Linked DNA regions of Mus musculus: all the other regions are linked to region 1. The links are chromatin contacts, called in public Hi-C, HiChIP or PLAC-seq and promoter capture Hi-C maps. All regions are on one chromosome and are shown on one strand. Each heading gives the region's core, a stretch centred on a gene start, on an enhancer-like site or on the middle of the called end of the contact. The rest is flanking DNA. Distances are from core to core; before and after follow the strand shown. Region 1 holds the start of Gdpd2 (glycerophosphodiester phosphodiesterase domain containing 2). Region 2 holds the start of Tmem28 (transmembrane protein 28). Region 3 holds the start of Taf1 (TATA-box binding protein associated factor 1). Region 4 holds the start of Gjb1 (gap junction protein, beta 1). Region 5 has its middle 5.4 kb from the start of Gm31385. Region 6 holds the start of Nlgn3 (neuroligin 3). Region 7 holds the start of Med12 (mediator complex subunit 12).

Evidence for each region. Promoter capture Hi-C pulls out the DNA fragments that hold promoters and counts their contacts. Hi-C and Micro-C count contacts between places; a contact is called where the count stands out from the background. HiChIP or PLAC-seq counts read pairs in DNA pulled down with a chosen protein or histone mark.
Region 2: a promoter capture Hi-C map of embryonic stem cells shows a contact between it and region 1, with 4 times the contacts expected there. The contact joins the promoter of Tmem28 here to the promoter of Gdpd2 in region 1. A contact is called at or near these places in 4 of 39 promoter capture datasets (embryonic stem cells, hippocampal neurons, liver and 1 more) and 1 of 9 other capture datasets (liver).
Region 3: a contact with region 1 is called in an H3K4me3 HiChIP or PLAC-seq map of pro-B cells, with 6 times the contacts expected there. The contact joins the promoter of Taf1 here to the promoter of Gdpd2 in region 1. A contact is called at or near these places in 2 of 39 promoter capture datasets (the C10 cell line and cranial neural crest) and 2 of 115 datasets of contacts at active chromatin or transcription factors (astrocytes and pro-B cells).
Region 4: a promoter capture Hi-C map of the C10 cell line shows a contact between it and region 1, with 4 times the contacts expected there. The contact joins the promoter of Gjb1 here to the promoter of Gdpd2 in region 1. A contact is called at or near these places in 3 of 39 promoter capture datasets (the C10 cell line, cranial neural crest and pre-B cells).
Region 5: a Hi-C map of cerebellum shows a contact between it and region 1, with 2.2 times the contacts expected there. The contact joins the enhancer-like site here to the promoter of Gdpd2 in region 1. A contact is called at or near these places in 1 of 39 promoter capture datasets (cranial neural crest), 2 of 484 Hi-C or Micro-C datasets (cerebellum and myocytes) and 6 of 115 datasets of contacts at active chromatin or transcription factors (the NIH/3T3 cell line, astrocytes, cardiomyocytes and 3 more).
Region 6: a promoter capture Hi-C map of embryonic stem cells shows a contact between it and region 1, with 2.3 times the contacts expected there. The contact joins the promoter of Nlgn3 here to the promoter of Gdpd2 in region 1. A contact is called at or near these places in 4 of 39 promoter capture datasets (the 3T3-L1 cell line, the C10 cell line, cranial neural crest and 1 more).
Region 7: a contact with region 1 is called in a promoter capture Hi-C map of cranial neural crest. The contact joins the promoter of Med12 here to the promoter of Gdpd2 in region 1. A contact is called at or near these places in 1 of 39 promoter capture datasets (cranial neural crest) and 1 of 115 datasets of contacts at active chromatin or transcription factors (embryonic stem cells).

The regions. Positions count from the first base shown.
Region 1 is chrX:100,728,583-100,731,113 of GRCm38.p6, reverse strand. Gdpd2 (glycerophosphodiester phosphodiesterase domain containing 2) reads right to left here and starts at 1,267. Exons shown (of 16, transcript NM_023608.4): 1 at 919-1,267. It overlaps Gm52438 (a long non-coding RNA gene), which reads left to right and starts at 1,946. Exons shown (of 3, transcript XR_003953096.1): 1 at 1,946-2,357.
Region 2 is chrX:99,818,904-99,821,434 of GRCm38.p6, reverse strand. Tmem28 (transmembrane protein 28) reads right to left here and starts at 1,271. Exons shown (of 3, transcript NM_001081283.2): 1 at 1-1,271. The coding sequence starts at 366.
Region 3 is chrX:101,531,477-101,534,007 of GRCm38.p6, reverse strand. It overlaps Taf1 (TATA-box binding protein associated factor 1), which reads right to left and starts at 1,273. Exons shown (of 39, transcript NM_001290729.1): 1 at 1,007-1,273; 2 at 399-513; 3 at 147-263. The coding sequence starts at 1,186.
Region 4 is chrX:101,375,966-101,378,496 of GRCm38.p6, reverse strand. Gjb1 (gap junction protein, beta 1) reads right to left here and starts at 1,262. Exons shown (of 2, transcript NM_008124.3): 1 at 1,138-1,262.
Region 5 is chrX:101,331,427-101,333,957 of GRCm38.p6, reverse strand. No RefSeq gene overlaps it. Among named protein-coding and RNA genes, the nearest start is that of Gm31385, 5.4 kb to the left of the region's middle. Within about 2 kb of position 1,272, at least 396 of the 459 cell types and tissues checked have an H3K27ac peak or open chromatin away from gene starts, as enhancers often do. A contact at or near this core is called in cerebellum, embryonic stem cells, microglia and 1 more, where this site is marked.
Region 6 is chrX:101,297,907-101,300,437 of GRCm38.p6, reverse strand. Nlgn3 (neuroligin 3) reads right to left here and starts at 1,259. Exons shown (of 7, transcript NM_172932.4): 1 at 1,142-1,259. It overlaps Med12 (mediator complex subunit 12), which reads right to left. Exons shown (of 45, transcript NM_021521.2): 45 at 1,504-2,531.
Region 7 is chrX:101,272,833-101,275,363 of GRCm38.p6, reverse strand. It overlaps Med12 (mediator complex subunit 12), which reads right to left and starts at 1,273. Exons shown (of 45, transcript NM_021521.2): 1 at 1,005-1,273; 2 at 364-468; 3 at 1-192. The coding sequence starts at 1,103.

The sequences.
Region 1 (2,531 bases), core at 18-2,517:
TACGGCTGAGACTAAGCAGATCTACAAACCAGACTGGGCTTGTGAGTGTGATTCTACTTGAGAGGGTGTGCAGTTTGCAGCAGGTGAGAAGTCTACTACTGAACTACCAACGTAAGCAATAAGCAGGGTGTGACTGTGGGTCATGTATCAGCAGATGAACATGTGTGTGCACTAGTGGACTTGTGGCTCCCAGTAAAATGGGTTTCAAAATGACTATGTAAAGGAGCCTCTGGATAATCTCTCTCTCTCTCTTTCTCTGCTCTCTCTCCTCTCTCTCTCTCTCTCTCTCCCTCTCTGCTCTCCCTCTTTCTCTCCTCTCTGCTCTCTCTCTCCCTCTCTCCCTCTATGCTCTCCCTCTTTCTCTCCTCTCTGCTCTCTCTCTCTCTTCTCTCTCTCTCTCTCTCTCTCTCTCTCTCTCTCTCTCTCTCTCATCTAACTGTCCTGTACAAAGGAACGGTGTCGCTTTTTCACTCTGTGTGAGAGCTCTTGCAAGAACGCAAGGTGTGTCTGCTCTTAAAGATGCCCCCTTAATAAATTCTCCTTAGGAAAGGAGGGTCCCGTCTAGGTAGTGGAGGGGTGGGAGCTGGGTCCCTTCCCACTATACTGACTGGTCAACCCAAAGAGAGGCCCCTGCTTCTCCCCATCCCGGAACTGGGCTACAGTATCCTGCCCTGAGCACCAATCCACATCCCTTGCTTCGTCTAGGGTCATACCCGGGCACCCCAGATTTCCAGAGTCCTACCTCCCTCAAGAGTTGCCTGGAAGATGGAATCAGGATCTGGCCAGTCTGAAAGACCCGGAGCAGGGAATCTGACAGGGGTGCTGCATAGCCCCCTGGGCTCCATCCCTCCCGGCTTGAGCCGCTCTTTGCTTCCCGGCTCCCCAGCGGTAGCCCCCAGCCTTCCCGAGCCCTCACACCTTTTACACAGTGAGCAAGCAAGCCCGCAGCTCTGCCTCCCAGCTCCTCTCCGAGTTGTCTGCCTCCTCCCTCTTGCAGTCCCTGGCTCAGCCTCACTGGTCAAACAGGTGTCACTGTTGCCACCTACAGGAAGAAGTGTGGGTCCTCTTGGAAGGCCGGGAGAGGCGCTATGGCTCGAGCACAGTCATGGTGGGAAGATGAGCGAGTGAGCTAGCTGGAGAGGAGGTCGGCTTCTTTACTCTCTGGAGCTGGCAGTCAGGGGGCTTGGTGTGAGGAATTCCTTTGTGCAGCCTTCCCCATCCCTCTGTCCCTCCTCCTGTTCCCCTCCCAGTCACTGCCTGAGGGCTTTGTCCTGGCTCTAGGAGGCCAGGACTGAGGGCATAGGAGGGAGGGAAGCTGGGGGAGGTGACCACACAATTTTGCAACTTGGCAGCGAGGAGAAGGGGCCCTGCCAGTCCCCTAGAAACTCTTGAGTGGATAAGGAAGTCTAACCTCAAGCTTCCTAGGAGTACAACTTCCAATCATTAGCTTCCCTTTCCTCTTGGGCTATTTATACTTCTGCAAGTTCCATCGATGTGATGCTATTGAAGTGACTTTATGAACTCTAGGCAGTAAGATGCCCCATTTCTGGACCAGGAGTCCCTGTGGATGTATTCAATAGCCCTCACCGCACCACCCATCAGGTGCTCATTCAGGATATCAGGCTCGCTGTCTTGTTTATCAAGCACTGAATGGCTTCAGGAGTGTATAGTGTATTAGGGTACCAGGCTTTTGGAAGATGAACATGTACAAAAGAAGCAGGTGGCCTAGCAAGCTGTGGTCAGCTTAGTATAAAAAGTACAGGATTGCATGGGAGCTGTGTTGATGGACAGCTCTTGGATTGGGGCTGATGAAGTGACTTGGGGTCTGTGTGTGAGCACTATGGAGGGTGGGAAAGGATGACTCCTTACAGATAAGCTGGCTTCCCCTCCCCCTCCACACACTCAATTTTATCCAGTGAGGGAGACTGGCTCTCTTCTGCCAGGAGCTGGTTCCCTCCCTCTCAGCTTTCCCATTGTATCCAGAGGCTCTATTTGGCAATGACAGAGATTCTCTAACTCTCTCAGAATTAAAATGCAAAGAGGAGCAAGGCTGCTTGCTGGCAGGAAGCCAGGGAGGGCCAGCGGGTCACCTAGTCCTCCACTGGGAGTCATTCTTGGCAGGTTGTTTTTCAATTTCCTTTGCTTGGGTTGTGGTGGATTCTAGAGTCTTGTTTTCTTGTACGTGGGGATGGTTTGAGAGCCTTTTGGGGGTGGTGGGGTGGGGACAGCATTCGATATGCATGGATGAGCCTCAAGGCTTGCAAACTCCCAAAAGGTTTCAAATATAGCCTGTATGAGGTACTGCATGGCTGGCCCCCCTTCTGGCTTCTAACTGGAGACAAGAAATCTGGCATAAGGTAAGGAATAATCCTTGTCCCCCCCCCCCCACTTCCTTTTTAAGGGAGAAAGCAAGGGGGCAGTAGTTTTGTTCTGTAAACGGAAAAGCATTAGTAGGATTGCAGGGCACTAGAAAGAACTATATGGTAAATGTAACTGGCTTCTGTTCCCAGCTCTAATATTCACTGACATTG
Region 2 (2,531 bases), core at 22-2,521, 910 kb after region 1:
GGTCAGGTTGCTGTATCGCGGGCCGCAGGTGCCCGAGGACGCGCTGGGCTCGCCAGGCGACGGCGGCGGCGGCGGCAGCACCGCGCGAGGAGGTACCGGCTGCCGCTCGCGGCCGGCCCCCCAGGGCGGCCGCATGGCGCTGCTCAGCTCCCTGGCCCGGGGCCGGGCCCCCGCGCACAGCCACAGATGGTCAGCGAGCAGCACGGTGAAGAAGAGCAGGGACGCCAGGGACAGTCGCCATCGCTGCGCCCGCTCCGAATCGGCGCAAGGTTTGTCGCTCTGCCTGGGAGCCCAGCAGCAGCAGCAGCAGCAGATAGTCAGCGCGGCGGCGTCTTTCCCGGGCCACATCCAAGCGCCCCTGAACATATTTCAGGGGGGTCCGGGCTGGAGGGAGTAGGCAGGCGCGAGGCCGGACGGCCGTCTCGGGAGGGCGGGCTGCGCACCGCACCGCGCTCCTCAGCGCCGTCCAGGCTTTACCTCGGGGGCCGCATGGCTAGGCAGGCCGGCCGGCCCGGGGCCCCGCTCAGGCCGTTGTGGCGGGGCGCTCTCGGGCCGTCCCCGCGCCCCTCCCGCGCTCCCCTGCTGGCAGCCGGGGCGCCGCCGCCCGGCCCGCTAGGCGCAGCCCGGCGTCCCGGCGGGGGGCGGTGCGGGGCACTGGGGCGGTGGCGGCTGCGGCGGCGGCGCCGCACTCCTCATGGTGTCGGGCCCCTCCGCTACCCCGGGCTCCGCGCCACTTCACTCCGCGCCCCCGGCCCCCTGGCTCGCACTCTGCTCTGGCCGTCCGTCTCGGCTCGGCGCGGCTCTGCGCCCCTCAGCGCCGCCGTGCGGGCCCCGCCGCGCTCCACTCCGCTCCCCTCGCCCGCGCCGCTCCTCTCCCGCCCGTCTGCCCGCTGCCCGCTGCCCGCTCCGTGCAGCTCCCCGCCTCGCTCGTGCCCTCCTAGGCCGGCCGGCCGGTCCGCCGCCGGCCCTTCGGGCTTCCCTCGCGCTCTGGCAGTCCGCTGGGGCCGGTCCCGGGCCGGCTCCGCTCTGGCTCCGCACCCGCGGCTCCCGGAGTTCCGGCTCGGGCGGGCCACCTGGCTCCCCGCAGCGCCACAGACGCCGGACGCGGACGCCCGGCTTTACTTAGTGCGCCTCTCGCTTCCGCCTCTGCTTCGCCCCGCTGTGGCGGCCGCCCAAAGGCATGGCCCCGTGGCTCCCGCTGGCCATGCCCCCTCAGTCTGTCGCCATCTTCCGCTGTGCGGAGAACACCTTGAGAGCCCGTGTGCGAGTGTGTTTGGGGGGGAGCAGGGCGGAGAAAGAGGCACCGGGAGGAGGAGGGAGCGGGACTGGGGCCCCGACTGCGCCTGCGCCTCAGGACTCCCCCCTCCCCAACCCCAGCCCCCGCCGGCCGCAGCCTGTGCTGTTTGGGGATGTTTCCAGTCCACCCCCAACTCCATTCACTTCGGCGCCTCCGTTCACCCGACCGCTCCCCGTGTGCACACGCCACACGCAGAGTCCCAGGCCTGGCGCTCCCCCTCCCCCACCAAGCGACCGCTCGCCTCCCTTCCCAGGACCGCCCCTCGCTCCCCCCCGAGGGCTAAGGGACTTCTGAGGGTGATTCTAAGAAGCAGGGGGCATCTCCTTAGGTTCTTGCTACCTCTCTGGGTAGCCTCGCCCTCGTCCTCAGGACTAGGGGACACTAAAGCCGGTTGCGGATAGGACCGGTCCAGAGTCCCTAACTCCGCTAACGCTCTCACTGTCCTGCCTGAGGCCAAGACTGCCCCTGGTGCTGAAGGACAGCTCCCAGTTTAGCTGTAGAAGGGGACTGAGCTCTGAGTGCGTCCTGAGGGAGGCAAGGCAGTGCACTAAGACCGGTAGTAGTGGTGGGGTGTCGTTTTTGCCCTTAGGAAGATTTCCAGCAGCCTCCCCCCAAAACCCGTCCTAGCTTCCTGGCTCCCCCTACAGGCTGCTGAGAATAGCTGAGCGCCAGAGTTAGGGAAGCTGTGCCGGGTGGAACCATGCGCTCCTGGCTCTTAGAGTCACATGGCTCTAGGAACTCGGACATACAAATGTCCTGCCGCGCTACTAACCTTGTTTGGACTCCACAAACATCTCAGATTGCTCCTGTGGTATACTTCCTTTTTGCATTCCCTTTTTCCGCTGCAACTCTTCCGTAATAGTTTTGAACAAACTACTCTCCCAGGGATTTGTTACTAATCATAACAATGGAAAAAGAACCTTTATTGAACACACATAGAACTTGCTAGATACTGCACTTGGCACTTTAATTTGCTTTAGTCTTCTGATCTCATCAACCTTATGAGATAGATGTTAGCGTTGTCTTCATTTGCATGCGAGGAAGCTGAAATTTAGTGTCTTTAAACCGTCTCAGATAACCGGTGCATCCTGACAGAAACCCAGGGAGTCTGACCCTAGACCTCTCTACAGTGTCAGGAAGGCCTTAGAAAGATGAAGGAGTAGAAGACACAGGCCTGTCTTAAAGGAAACTACAGTTCTCCGAATACGGAAATGAGAATTATATACTGGCTAAT
Region 3 (2,531 bases), core at 24-2,523, 800 kb before region 1:
CTAGCACTTGGGAAACAGAGGCAAATGCATCTCTATGAGTTTGGGACAATCTTGCATGCATAATGAGTTCCAGGTCAGGCAGGGCTATGTTGAAAGACCCATTGCTAGAAAACAAGAAGGGGGGGGGGGGGCGGAGAGAGAATCACCTGTGTGGCAAAGGGGTTGCAAGCTTCCCATTGTCTGCTGGTATCTTCTACTTTCATCTTCTGCCACCTCGTTGATGTCAGAATAGTCCACAGCATCCTCTCTACTCCTAATCCATCCTATGGATAAAAAGGGAGACGTCTCAAGAGAAAGCAAGTAATTATCACTTCCTTAGAAAATCCCCACTGAAAAGCGTACAACAGGCTAATCTCCTCCCCCCACCCACACTGTCCTCCCCATGGCCCACACTTTACCTTCATCATTTACCAGGGCACCATCACTCCCGGACAATTCTTCATTTGCTGTGAGTTCAGTGATCAGGCTGCCAAGACCCAAAGCCCCCAAGCCCGCAAGATGCTTCTTGCACTCCTGAAAAGGGGACAGCATGAGGGTCGAAAATAACAACTAAACCTGAAGGTCCTACACAAGTATATTTCCCTTGCTCATAACAAAGTCACAAATCCATCTGAGAAATTATTTCATGAAGTGCTGCTCAAAGAAACATCACATTCAAGAACTATATAGGAAATCTGCTAAATTCCATACAGATCAGTTCCGAACAACACACGTTCCATCCGTAGTCCTGGCTTTGGAGCCATTAGGATCAGCAAAAGCCAGAAAAAGCAGAGTTCCAAGGGTCTTTAAGAAGGCCTTCCACAGTGGCGGTTCTGATAACCTTACTAGAGTTAACTATTATCTTTCCTACCAGGCAAGGAGAATGTTACCTTCGAAGCCAACACCTCAGCATCAGTGACTGACACTTAAGACTTTTCCTCTTCGTCCTTCCTCCGAGTTGAGCCCTCTCGCGCTGTCTCCAGTTCTCCCTAGCCACAGCACCCGCCGCCCCAGGCCCACGACTCACGTCATCCAAGACGCTTTCGCCTTCCAACTGCCCTGCTCCATTGATGTTGCCGAACAGGAACCCAGTTAGAGAAAATGGGCCTCCACCAGCCGACTCTTCGTCGCTGTCTGTGTCGGACATGACGACGGAAGGGCTACCGCCACCCTTGTCCTGCAGCAGCCCAGCCCACCCCGGGCCCATGGGCGGGAAAGAAAAAATACGTCAGTCGCACACGGGTGACTTGCAGCGCTCCCTGACCCAACCAGAGGCTACCGGAAGTTGAAAAAAAGGGGGGAAGGATGGGCCGTCCTACGTGATCCTTTGATGTCGGGATGGCTACTTCCTTTGATGTGTTTGATTGGTCCGCCCAAGATCAGGCTGGATAACTGGAAGGTGATTGGTCAAACAAACCAGTCCCGCCCATCAACTGCGCGGGTCCGTTCTGGTTGCTATGGTAAGAGCGGCAGATTTTTCTCCAATAAGAAAGTAGATCTGAGGCGGCGTGACCTACGACCTCTGGAAACCGCGCGTCACCGGCTACAGTACACACTACACAATAATGATTTGAGCCGTCTTTTCCGGTTTGTGCCGTTCCCCAAAGGAACATTACTATGAATTGTGATAGGGGGACGACTGCTACTTACTTATTTTGAATTTACATTTTCCCATGGTAAAATGTTAAGCTTAGTAAAATGAGCAACCGAAACTTCAAGATTCACAAACATTAAACATTTTCATAGTTTTTTTAAGCGCACATATGATTCCCAGCACTATATATATATATATATATATGTATATATATATATATATATATACATACACATATATGCATATATATGTGTGTGTGTATGTATGTATATATGTGTGTAAATGTGTAAAAGCATGGAGAGAAGAAAGAAACCGAGTGGGAGAAGGGGGGGGGGGTTGAAGAGGGGAGAGAAAGTGAAAGAGAGACAGAAATATACAAGGCTGGGATACAGCTCACTGGCCAACATAGATTCAATTCCCTGTACTTAAAAAATAACCTTATTTTGCCAGGAATGGAAACCTGAGGTAGAAGTGTCTCTGAACCGGGCAGTGGTGGCGCACGCCTTTAATCCCAGCACTCGGGAGGCAGAGACAGGCGGATTTCTGAGTTTGAGTCCAGCCTGGTCTACAAAGTGAGTTCCAGGACAGCCAGGGCTACACAGAGAAACCCTGTCTCGAAATAACTAAAAAAAAAAAAAAAAAAAAAAAAAAAAAAGAATTGTCTCTGTAAGACCAGCATAGTATACATAGTTAAGCTCCAGGCTACTAGGGGAAACCCTATCTTTAAAAAAAAGTTTTTTAAGTACTCTATATATTTGTGTAAATAGACATATTGAACCAGTGAGGTGCCTCTGTAGGTAACATATCTGCCACCAACCCCGGAGCCCCATCCTGAGGACATATTTCATGTTTCAGATCACCATGGTGGCACACAGACTTGTTTGAATTGGAGCATCTTCACTGTGGCCAAACCGAGGATCTGTTCAGAGTTCCTACTTTGCATTTTTTGTGCCTGTTT
Region 4 (2,531 bases), core at 13-2,512, 650 kb before region 1:
ATCCCAGCACTTGCGAGGCAGAGGCAGGTGGAGCTCTGTGAATTCGAGGCCAGCCTGGTCTACAGAGTTCCAGAGCAGCGAAATCTACACAGAGAAACCCTATCTCATAACTCAAAATAAAATAAAATAAAATAAAATAAAATAAAATAAAACTTCTTTTGTGGTTGGGCTAGTTTGTACATTCTTTTAATCCCCTGTCTCATTCAGGAGATAGAGGTAAGAGGATCTCTGACTTGAAGCCAGCCTGGTTTTTATAGCAAGTTCCAGGACAGTTAAGGCTACATAATGAGACCCTGTCTCAAATAAATAATAAAATAAAGAAATAAAACAAACCCTTTTGTGTATATTCTCCTTTCCTCCTCTAATATTCTAAGTCTGTGGGTTCTGTTATGCCACTCTTGACAGCTGGAATGACTTTTGTTGTTGTTGTTGTTTTGTTTTTTTTTAGACAGAATTTCTCTGTGTAGCCCTGGCTGTCCTGGAACTCACTTTGTAGACCAGGCTGGCCTCGAACTCAGAAATCTGCCTGCCTCTGCCTCCCCGGTGCTGGGATTAAAAGCATGAGCCACCACACCCGGCTGGAATGACTTTTTAACAGCTGGGAGCCATCTTTCCAATACATCTTCTAACCATCAGTTACCCTAAGTTCATCTTGAGCCTGCCTGCTCCCCTCAAGCAAATGGAAAGGCATGTTCCCCCATCCTCTTGGGTACATGCCTGCTTTACCTTATAATCAAGAAAAGAAAGCAGCATCTGGCATTGTCTTGACAGTTTCATGGAACCCTCCCCACCCCACCCCCACATGCCAAAAAGTATCTCAGGAAGGCAACCTTAGTCACCTTATGTTGAGAGTTCTTCAAGTCTGCCTTCCTGGGAGTCTGACCCCCATGGACATGAGAAGAATCTTTGGCTGAGGAAAAAGAACGAGAAGAGAAGGAACTTGGAGTCTGAAAGAAGGTGAGAGTTGGAGGCTGAAGAGAGAATCCAAGCAGGCAGGTCACCTGGCAGGTGGACATCAGAGGGAAGCACAGAAAAGCCCTAAATGGCTGAATGCTGAAGTCAAGGGAAGACCCAGGCCTCTTTTCAGCACCATAGCAGCGCACCACAGCCCCCTCCCTCAGCTCCCAAACTCCTCACCTCCCTGGCACTGCCACACCTGGTTGCAACTGCCTTTTCCCAGGGAATGTATGCAGGCGTGTCTGCTCAGTGCCACTAGGTACTGTCAAAGCCCAACCCAGGGGAGGGACAACAAGCCCAGGACCGGAGCTTGACATGGCCCACAGCCCAAGAGGAAGCAGAGAAACATTAACCAGCCCCACCCCCCGTTCCACACACAATCATTAAACAAGATTGATCCCTGAGGTCCCAATGGATTTGGATCTGGAGTTCTTGCCCTGTCCCAGAGGAAAAGAAGCATCATTTGTCACTAAAATGCCATGCTGGGCCTATGTGGGGTACTGAACTAGACCTGGCTGCTTAATACATTCCAGCTATGCCCAACTCTTGGCCTTCAGTAGACCCACTTTGTGGGCAAGCAGCACAGAGGAGTCCCATGCTGCATGCTATCTTCTCTAGATCCCAGCCTCTAAAAACTAGGGACAATTGAGAGGACAAAAACACCTGAGGTCAAAGTGGGAGATGGTCTTGTTCCCTAGCTACAGAGCAATACCAGGCTATCATTTGCTTACTCTCCTTGTACTTAATCGCTGGAGATAGACTGCAGTAATTCTAGTTGTATCCCAGAATCATAAAACCTTCTTAGAAATTATCTTCTACTCTTAGGGCTAAGGCAGTTGATCTGTCAGATATAAGCAGGAACTCTTGGCAATCATTTAGGTAAACAGAATGTCAACCATTAACTGAAGGATCCATCTAGTTTCAAGGTCTCCACACTGAAGGCTCACCTGAGGACCCTGCTCATTTTGCAACCTGGACCACTGAAGAAACAAGTGAAGCCAGCAGAGCGGGTCTACTGCCATCTCCTTGATCTCACTGCCACAAACCGAGCCAGGGCCTCAGATTCCCTCGGCCAAGTCTGAGTTATGCCAGATAAGTCAGCAGATAAGCCTTTACTGGATACTTACTGGGAAGCCAGCATAGAGCTCCGTGCTGGGGTCAGGGGGACAGAGGAAGAAAGAACATGCTGACTCTTAAAAGAGTTTATTGGTCTGGAGGTGTGGCTTAGTGTATAAGTATTTAGCCTTGGGTTGAATGTCCAACACTCCGCACATCAACAAACTAACGGAATTGAACAATCTTTTGAGAATACACAGCCAGAACAAAAGTGATTGCTTTGTGTATTCAGGCACATGAATCTGCTTCAGACTGTGAAGGAGTTCAAAGGGGAAGAGAAGAAACTGTTATAGGATCAGGTGTGGTGGCCCGTATCTTTAGTCCCAGCATTCGTGAAGCAGAGGCAGGCTACCTGGCCTACAAAGTGAGTTCCATTCATCCAGGACAGCCAGGGCTACACAGAGAAACCCTGTCTCAAAAGACAAGAAGAAGGAAGAGGAGGAGAAGGAGGAGGAGGA
Region 5 (2,531 bases), core at 23-2,522, 600 kb before region 1:
AAATTTCCACCATTCGTGTGCTGATTCTTGAAATGGTCAAAATCGGAAACAAAAGCCAAGGAGGATTTGTGTCTGCACTGACCCTTTACCCCAGCATGGGCAAAACACATGTTGCCTCTTTCCTGTTCCTTGGCTATTCCATGCAGAAGGTAGAGGGTCGAGCCTGGACAATGCAAATGAACGGTGGGTGGGATTCAGCCAGGGGACCTCTACAGGGAGAACTAGAGATGGAAGATAAAAACTCAGCCCCCTCCTAACCACCACACCTCAGTGTATGTGGTTCGGAAATCTCCATTCTTTGATGCAATACTCAGGCTTATGGGTGTTTACTGCACACAGAGCCTATGAAACCCTAGGCTACACTGCTACTTTCAGGCAGCTTTACCTGTGGGATAAGAAACTTGGCGGAGAAGTGATGTCTGAGCATGAAGAAGCAAAACGAGACTACAGGAAGCAGCCTAAAGGAGACAAGTGTAGCCAGCTCCCTTTACACAGCTTCTGGCTTCATTTAACCCAGTCGGGGAAAACATGCTGTAAGGGCACGCAGGAGCATGGATGACATAGGGCCCCTGGCTCAGGTAGACATCCATCCTTTCATCTGAATCCAGCAGCTTCTTCGCTCTGCCTGGGCTCTCTGTTTTCTCCATTATCTACCGAAGGCTGGATTCCTCTTTAGGATTACAATCTTTGTTAAGGTTGTCCTATATGATTGACACGTATGTCCCCAGAGACCTACAGAATGATCCGAAAGCCTCCACCTAACTCCACCTTTCCAGGCTCCTCCCTCAGAGTGGCTGGCAGCTGGAGCAAAGGCAGCCCCCTGTGATCTGGGGCTGAAGTGGAAGCCGAGGCAGTCCCCCTCCCAATCATTTTTCCTTCCCCGGCCTCCAACAAGTAAGACAGAAACCTCAAAGGACAGTGAGGGGTTAAGCTCCTTATATGGAAATGAGACTCCTTCCTGTGCGGAAATAAGTGTTTTAGCTTCAAGTACACACACACACACACACACACATAGGCACACACACACACATAGGCACACACACACACACACACACATACAGGCACACGCACACACACACGCACGCGCGCACGCTGGCGGCGGCGGCGGGGGGCGGGGCGGAGAAGGGGGGCGCGCGGGCGCGCGCGCGCCTTCAGATAAAATTCCCGAAGCTCCTTCTCTTTGGCGGGGGCGGAGGGTGGCGGGCAGCAGGGGCGGGGCCGGGAAAGGCCACTTTGCGCAGCGCAGACAGAGGGATGAGTCATCAAAAAGACTCGGGGAAAGGAAGCGGAACTAGTCATCAGAGCCGGGAAAAGAGGTAGCCAGTCATTAGACAGGGATGGTGTCAATCATACTTTCTCCACCAATGATCTGAGAGTCTCTCAGGCCTCGCAGACCGGAAAAGGGGTCTTGGGAGGCGGTCTAAAGCTGCTGAGATCCGAAAAGCTTGGGCGCTGGCGGCGGCCAAGGCTACGGACGCGCGCAGGGCCCCCTGGCAGGAAGATGGCGTTTGCCGTCAAGGTCACATGGCCACTTTTGAGCACTAAAACGAAAGACTAGCTAAGAAAGAGTAGGGACGGCCATCATGGGGCCGGATTTTCAGAAAGCTGTCAGGATTCCAAGTTGTTTTTTTTCCAGTTCGCAAGCACATTTGTCTTAGTTATCAGCCATATTCTAAACACATCGTACAGCTCTGGGAAAGGGCGGGGTCTTCCCTGGGCTTTTTTCCCCCTCTGCAAGCCTGAAAAGGGGTGGACGAAGCCTGGGCTAGAGTGGTTGGAGGAACTACAGGAGGGCAGCACTTGACAAAATAAAAGCACCCACCCGGGTCTTGACAGGCTTGGGAGACCAGGAAGGGAGGCCGATTCTGCCCACCACCTTTTTTTTTTTGGTTTTTCGAGACAATGTTTCTCCGTGTAGCCCTGGCTGTCCTGGAACTCACTCTGTAGACCAGGCTGGCCTCGAACTCAGAAATTCTCCTGCCTCTGCCTCCCAAGTGCTGGGATCAAAGGCGTGCGCCACCACACCCTGCTCACTGCCCACCACTCTTAATCCCTAAAGGTCCATGCCAGGCTTAGCTCCAGGTAGTGAGTGAGGTCCAATGCCTGAGCCCTCTCTAGTTTGGAAAAGTTGATTTGATTAAGTTCCTTGAATAGGTTCAATGTAAATTCAGGATCAGAAATCTTAAAACTTTACAATTTACAAGATAAAATATGTCAATCTGTGTAAAATGTGTTGTTGTTTATGAGGTGACCCACAAACATTACTTGGGAAGTTTTCTTGTTCCCTTGCCAAGCTTGGTAGCCCATACCTTTAATCTCGGCACTCAGGAAGCTGAGGCAGGAGGATCTTGGTGAGTTTGAGGCTAGTCTGGTCCACATATTTCCAGGAAACCCTGGGCAATATGGAGATACCCTATCTCAAAAGGGAAGGGGGGGTCTTTTTGAGCTGCGCCTGCGTACGCCTTTAATCCCAGTACTGAGGGGTGGGGGCAGAAGCAGGTGGATCTCTTGAGTTCCAAGCCAGCATGGTC
Region 6 (2,531 bases), core at 10-2,509, 570 kb before region 1:
GGGTAAAGTGACTAAAGGGATGGGGGCTTAGAGGAAATGGGGAGCAAAGTATGGGGTGGGGAGATCCCAGACACTGCCCAGAATGCACCCGGGTGGAGAGGTGGAGGGGAAGGGGAAGGGGAAAGAAGGGGTAGGAGTAGGGAGGTGGGGCAGGAGGGAGTGGGTGGGTGTGTATATGGGGGGGGGGTTAGTCCGCAGCTGAGTTCACACAATCCCCCCATTCACCGTCTCCATGGCAACTCTGGGGCACAGACCGCTCATTCACACAGCTTCCCCGCCAGCACCCCCCCATTAACCCCCTCGATGCTGCCCCCACCTCACAAATTCCATTAACCCTTTCTAGAGGCCTTCCTCTCCCGTAACCCTTCCGCGCCAAATGCCAAATTCCCCTGTTGAGTCAATTCGCTGCAGCCCCTCCCTCTGGTGAACACCTAGACAAACCAACCGACCCCCAAATGCCCTCTGTACCCTAGGACCCACTGTGAGTTAGTTCCCAAGGCCAAGATCTCCATTCTGGTCCAACTTGCAATTTGGGAGAAGACAAGGGAGGCAGCAATGCTGGGATGAGAATGGCATCTAAGGGGACTTTGGGGGCTGGAGCAGTCTTGGGCAAGGGGCATTGTGCTGGAATGGATCAGTGTTGAGAACTGCAGTATTGGGGGCTATGTGGGTTTGGAACGATATTAGAGGATGAAATTGCCTTAGAATGGGGAGGCTAGAATAAAGGCCTCCATTGGGTGGGGGGGCTGCAGAGAGTGGGGGAGGGAACCTGGCTGTAAGATGCTATGATGGAAGGGGTGTGGGGGTGCACTGCAGGAGAGAGGGTATTGGCAATGTGCAATCCTTGAATGGGGCTGGGGGCTCTGGTTAGGGGTATTTTTTGGTGAGCATGCAGGCTGGATGATAGAAATAGAGAAACCATGGGCGGAAGGATGATAGGGATGCAGGATTTAGGGAGGAGGTAGAGGAGAGAAGCAAAGTGAGGGAGGGCCGGGAGGTCAGGGGTACCTATGGAGAACACGGGGTTGAGAAGGATGGGAGCCACTGGCCGGGGAGGTGGAGGGACCCGGGATTGGGAGGGGACAGGATTGGGAAAGGTATGGGCAGCTAGAGGATGAGAGACCGAAGCAGGCGGCCTCACCTGTTCCCTAGGCGGCTGCAAACGATTGAACCAGGCCACGGACCACCCATATCGCCTCCAGGCCAAGGGCTCCGCACCCGAATCTCCGAGATCAGCTCTCCGGCAGCCTGGCTGCTGTGCCCGCGCACCAAGGGGGCGCGCTGCGCGTGCCCGGACACGGGGTGGGGGGGGCGCGGTCCCTGGCATTAACTCCTTTTGTGCCAGTGATGGCTCAAGTCCTGGGGCATGGCCCAATCCCCCCACCACACACACACACACACACACACACACACACACACACACACACACACACACACCCACCACGTCAGGCAAGCTCTGCTCCTGTCCCCCACCCTCACATTCCAAGCTATCAGACAGGTAGGTGATTTTCCAGGAAAACAAATCCAAACTTTATCGGCAAAGCTTGAGACCTTGATACAGGGAGAAACTGAGGCACTGTATGGAGAAGATCCAGTTTCTTGCCACAAAGCCCTCATTTGGCAAGCATCACCTCTCCTTAGCACCAGCACCACCCAAGGTGCAATCACCAGTGGGGTCACTTTTCCCTCATCCTGTTACCTCCCAGAGGTCAATGTCATTCACTTCTGCTGCTTCTGTCAAGGTGGATTGGATTCAGTCTCAAAAGACCAGTTCTCGCCCCATTCTGGTTTCTACCCCCACCCCAATAGCTAATGTTTTTATCTAGTTTCTATATGTAATACACCTATCCACTTGACCTAGCACACATACACCATTAAATCCCTGCTGAACGTCCCTTATCCTAGCCAAACTTCTACCCCTTGGGCTGCTTCCAGGATAGAGCAAGTCAAGAAAAAAACTGCTTCAGTTGTGCTGGCTTTACCATACCTGGGAGCCCCGTTCCTTTCTCACGACTTGAGGAAGTCCTGTATGTAGATGGGCTTTGTGGGCTCAGAGATATTTTTAAAAATGACTTGGATATTCATCAGTTGGCACTCAAGCTTTTAAGGGCATAACTGACACCTCCCAGTGATAGGGTGTAATTATAGATTGGGGGTATACTCCAGTTATCACCCAACCTGGGGGTACCCTCCAGTTATCACCCAACCACCAGACTAATGTAGACTTCTTCTAGTCCTAGCTGAGCAGAAATTGTCATAAAGTAGCTGGGGCCCCCAGCGCAGCCTTGGATTGAGGGCCTAAGGCAAACAGACCACAGAGATGGTGAGACCAGCCCAGCCCTTGTTTCAAAAGTGACTCTGAAGGAAATTTTGGGTTGAGAGTGAGAAACAGTCACTCTGGGAAACTGCCAAGGTGGGTTGTATGAAAACATGGGGTTCCAGCAGGTCAGGGAGAAACAGGTGTGGCATCCTGCTTGTCTCTCTTCCTGCTAGAACTAGTCGGAACTTCTGTCACATCACATGCCATCTCA
Region 7 (2,531 bases), core at 24-2,523, 540 kb before region 1:
CTTTTTGGCTAGGTGTGTGAGTGGTTTGGTGCCAGCCAGGTCAGTGAACCAGGTGTTAATAGCACTCTGAGATCTTGCAGTCACCAGCCAGAAGTTGTCCTTCTGGTTCATTAGGGACTTCCTGCGACCAGTGTCAGAGAGAGTATTACACCTTAACTTCTCTGCGATGATGCTGCTGAAGTTGGAACTGATCTAAAGGGGGAAAAGTAGACCTCAGGGTAGGAAGACTGTGAAAATGCCAATGTGCTAGCACTGAGTTATAAACTCTGCCACCTAGGTTGTCCCTTTCAGTTTGCCCAACCCGGAGCTTTTGCTCCTCAGATTCTTCCAGCCTTTTCCTTCAGCCTGGCAGGGTTGTCTCACCTTGGCAGGATTGAAGTTGACGTTCTTGGCACTGCCATGTTCGTCCCCAGAGACAGCAGGCTGGTTATTGAAACCTTGTTTTACATTCAAAGCCGTCAGTTCATCCTGAGGCAGAAAAACAGCATTTTTAGCTCACCCTCATTCACCTTATAGAAGAGGTTGTAAGAGAGGGCAGAGGAAAAGGTAACAAGGGAGCCAGGGAGGAGGAGGAGGAGGAGGAGGAGGAGGATTCTGACTAGAAGAGGTTGTTATTTAAAGCCCAGCCCTTATGTTCATTTGGACCCCACCCTCACCCCCACAGTCAATGAGACTCCCACATCCCCCAGAGCGACCTCAACATCACTCTTCCCTTACCGGCACCTCACCAAGCTGGCCCTAACAACTTTCTGAGGTTTGTGTGTGAGCGCCCGAGTGAGTGTGGAGGGGGGCACCTCTGGCATGGCTCCTGAACCCACGAGCTCCTCAACCGGAACTGCTGGCAGACCCTACTCTCCAGCAGGGCACCAGTCCACTCTACTCTTCCCCCTGTTGGGACTTTTTCTCTCACCTAACCTCATCCCCCCTTGCCCTCAACTGTCAGTGTCTCTTCCCTCACGAAACACCTGCCCGGACCCCGCGGGAACCGGGAATTGTGAACGCACCTCCTTCTGTTTGGGATCTTGAGGGTACACATCGGGAGGCCCCAGCCGCAGCCGCTTCAGGGGTCGGTGTTCATAGCTCAAGATCCCGAAAGCCGCCATCTTGCCCAGCCCGTACCGCCTGAGGCGCCTGCAGGGCCAGGCGAGGTGGGGAGGGAAGGGGCGGAGGGCCGAGGACGGGAGGGAGCACGGGGACAGCGAGCCGGGCGGCGGTAGAGAGGACCGAGGCCGAGAGAAGGGGGGTGGCGGAGGCGGGGCACGTTAGAAACTCTCGATTACTGCCGGAAACTGCCGAGGGACGCTGGGTACCGTCGGACAATACTGACTGCAGAGTGGGTGGGGCCTCGCCGGCGCGGGGCGGAGCCCCACAGCCCGGGAGCTTTGGGCCCTAGGAGGGAAAGTCAATTTCACACACTAGAAATCCACCGGCGTGGCCGGGGCTGGAGGCGCAGACCTGGAATAGGGAAGGCAGCCGCGGCGCTGAGCTCTCTCGCTGGAACTGGCTTCCCGTGGCCTCGCTCAGTTCTTGGCCTAAAATAAGTGCTCGGGAATTTTTAGTTTAGTTAATAACTGCGTCTTTTACTGATCACTTCGTTTCTTGGTTCTCACATCTGGATAATGGGCATGCTAAACTTCCTTCAAAGGACAGTTGTAAAGATTAGAAACTACTATTGTTTTAAGAAAGCACCTCTGATCTGATACAAAAGATCCGGTCTAGCCAGGCGCAGGCCTTTAACCCCTGCAGAGGCAGAGACAGACGGATCTCTGTGAAGTGCTTGCCTTACACAAAAAGAAAGCAACTGTAAAACTGAAGTGCTTATAATCTCTCCAGGTGGTTACAGGCCCTCTGCACCACAACCCCCTAACCCTTTGTTGTTGTTGTTAACCCTTAACCTGGCGGTGCACACCTTTAGTCCCAGCAGAAGAAAGCAGATCTCTGTGAATTCAAGGCCAGCCTGGTTTACACAATGACTTCCAGAACAGCCAAGTCCATGTATGAACTGTGTAACCCTGTCTCAACAACAACAACAACAAAACCAAAGAAACAAACAAAAAGTAGCCAGATTGATGGCAAACACCTTTAGTCCTAGCAACTAGAGAGGCAGGAGCAGGAGTATCTGAGTTCAAGGCCAGCCTGGTCTACACACTGAGCTCCAGAACAGCCAGAATTACATAGCGCCCTTGTCTCAAAAGAAAAAAAACCACAGGGTTTGGGGATTTACCTCAATGGTAGAGCACTTGCCTAGCAAATACAAGACCCTGGGTACCCGTCCTCAGCTCTGGAAGGAAAAAAACAAACCAAAAAAAAAAAAAAATGCCAACGTGTCATCAGAGTCAGATGTGGTGGGGCAAGCAGGTCATCCAGAGCAACAGTGACTGACACATACCCTGTCTCAAAAAGAAATCCATTGACACTTACATTATGTGTGTCACACACCTGTAATTCCCACAGCTCGGGAGATTGGCAAAAGGATAACAAGTTACTTCCAGCCCAAATTACATAGACACACACACACACATACACACACC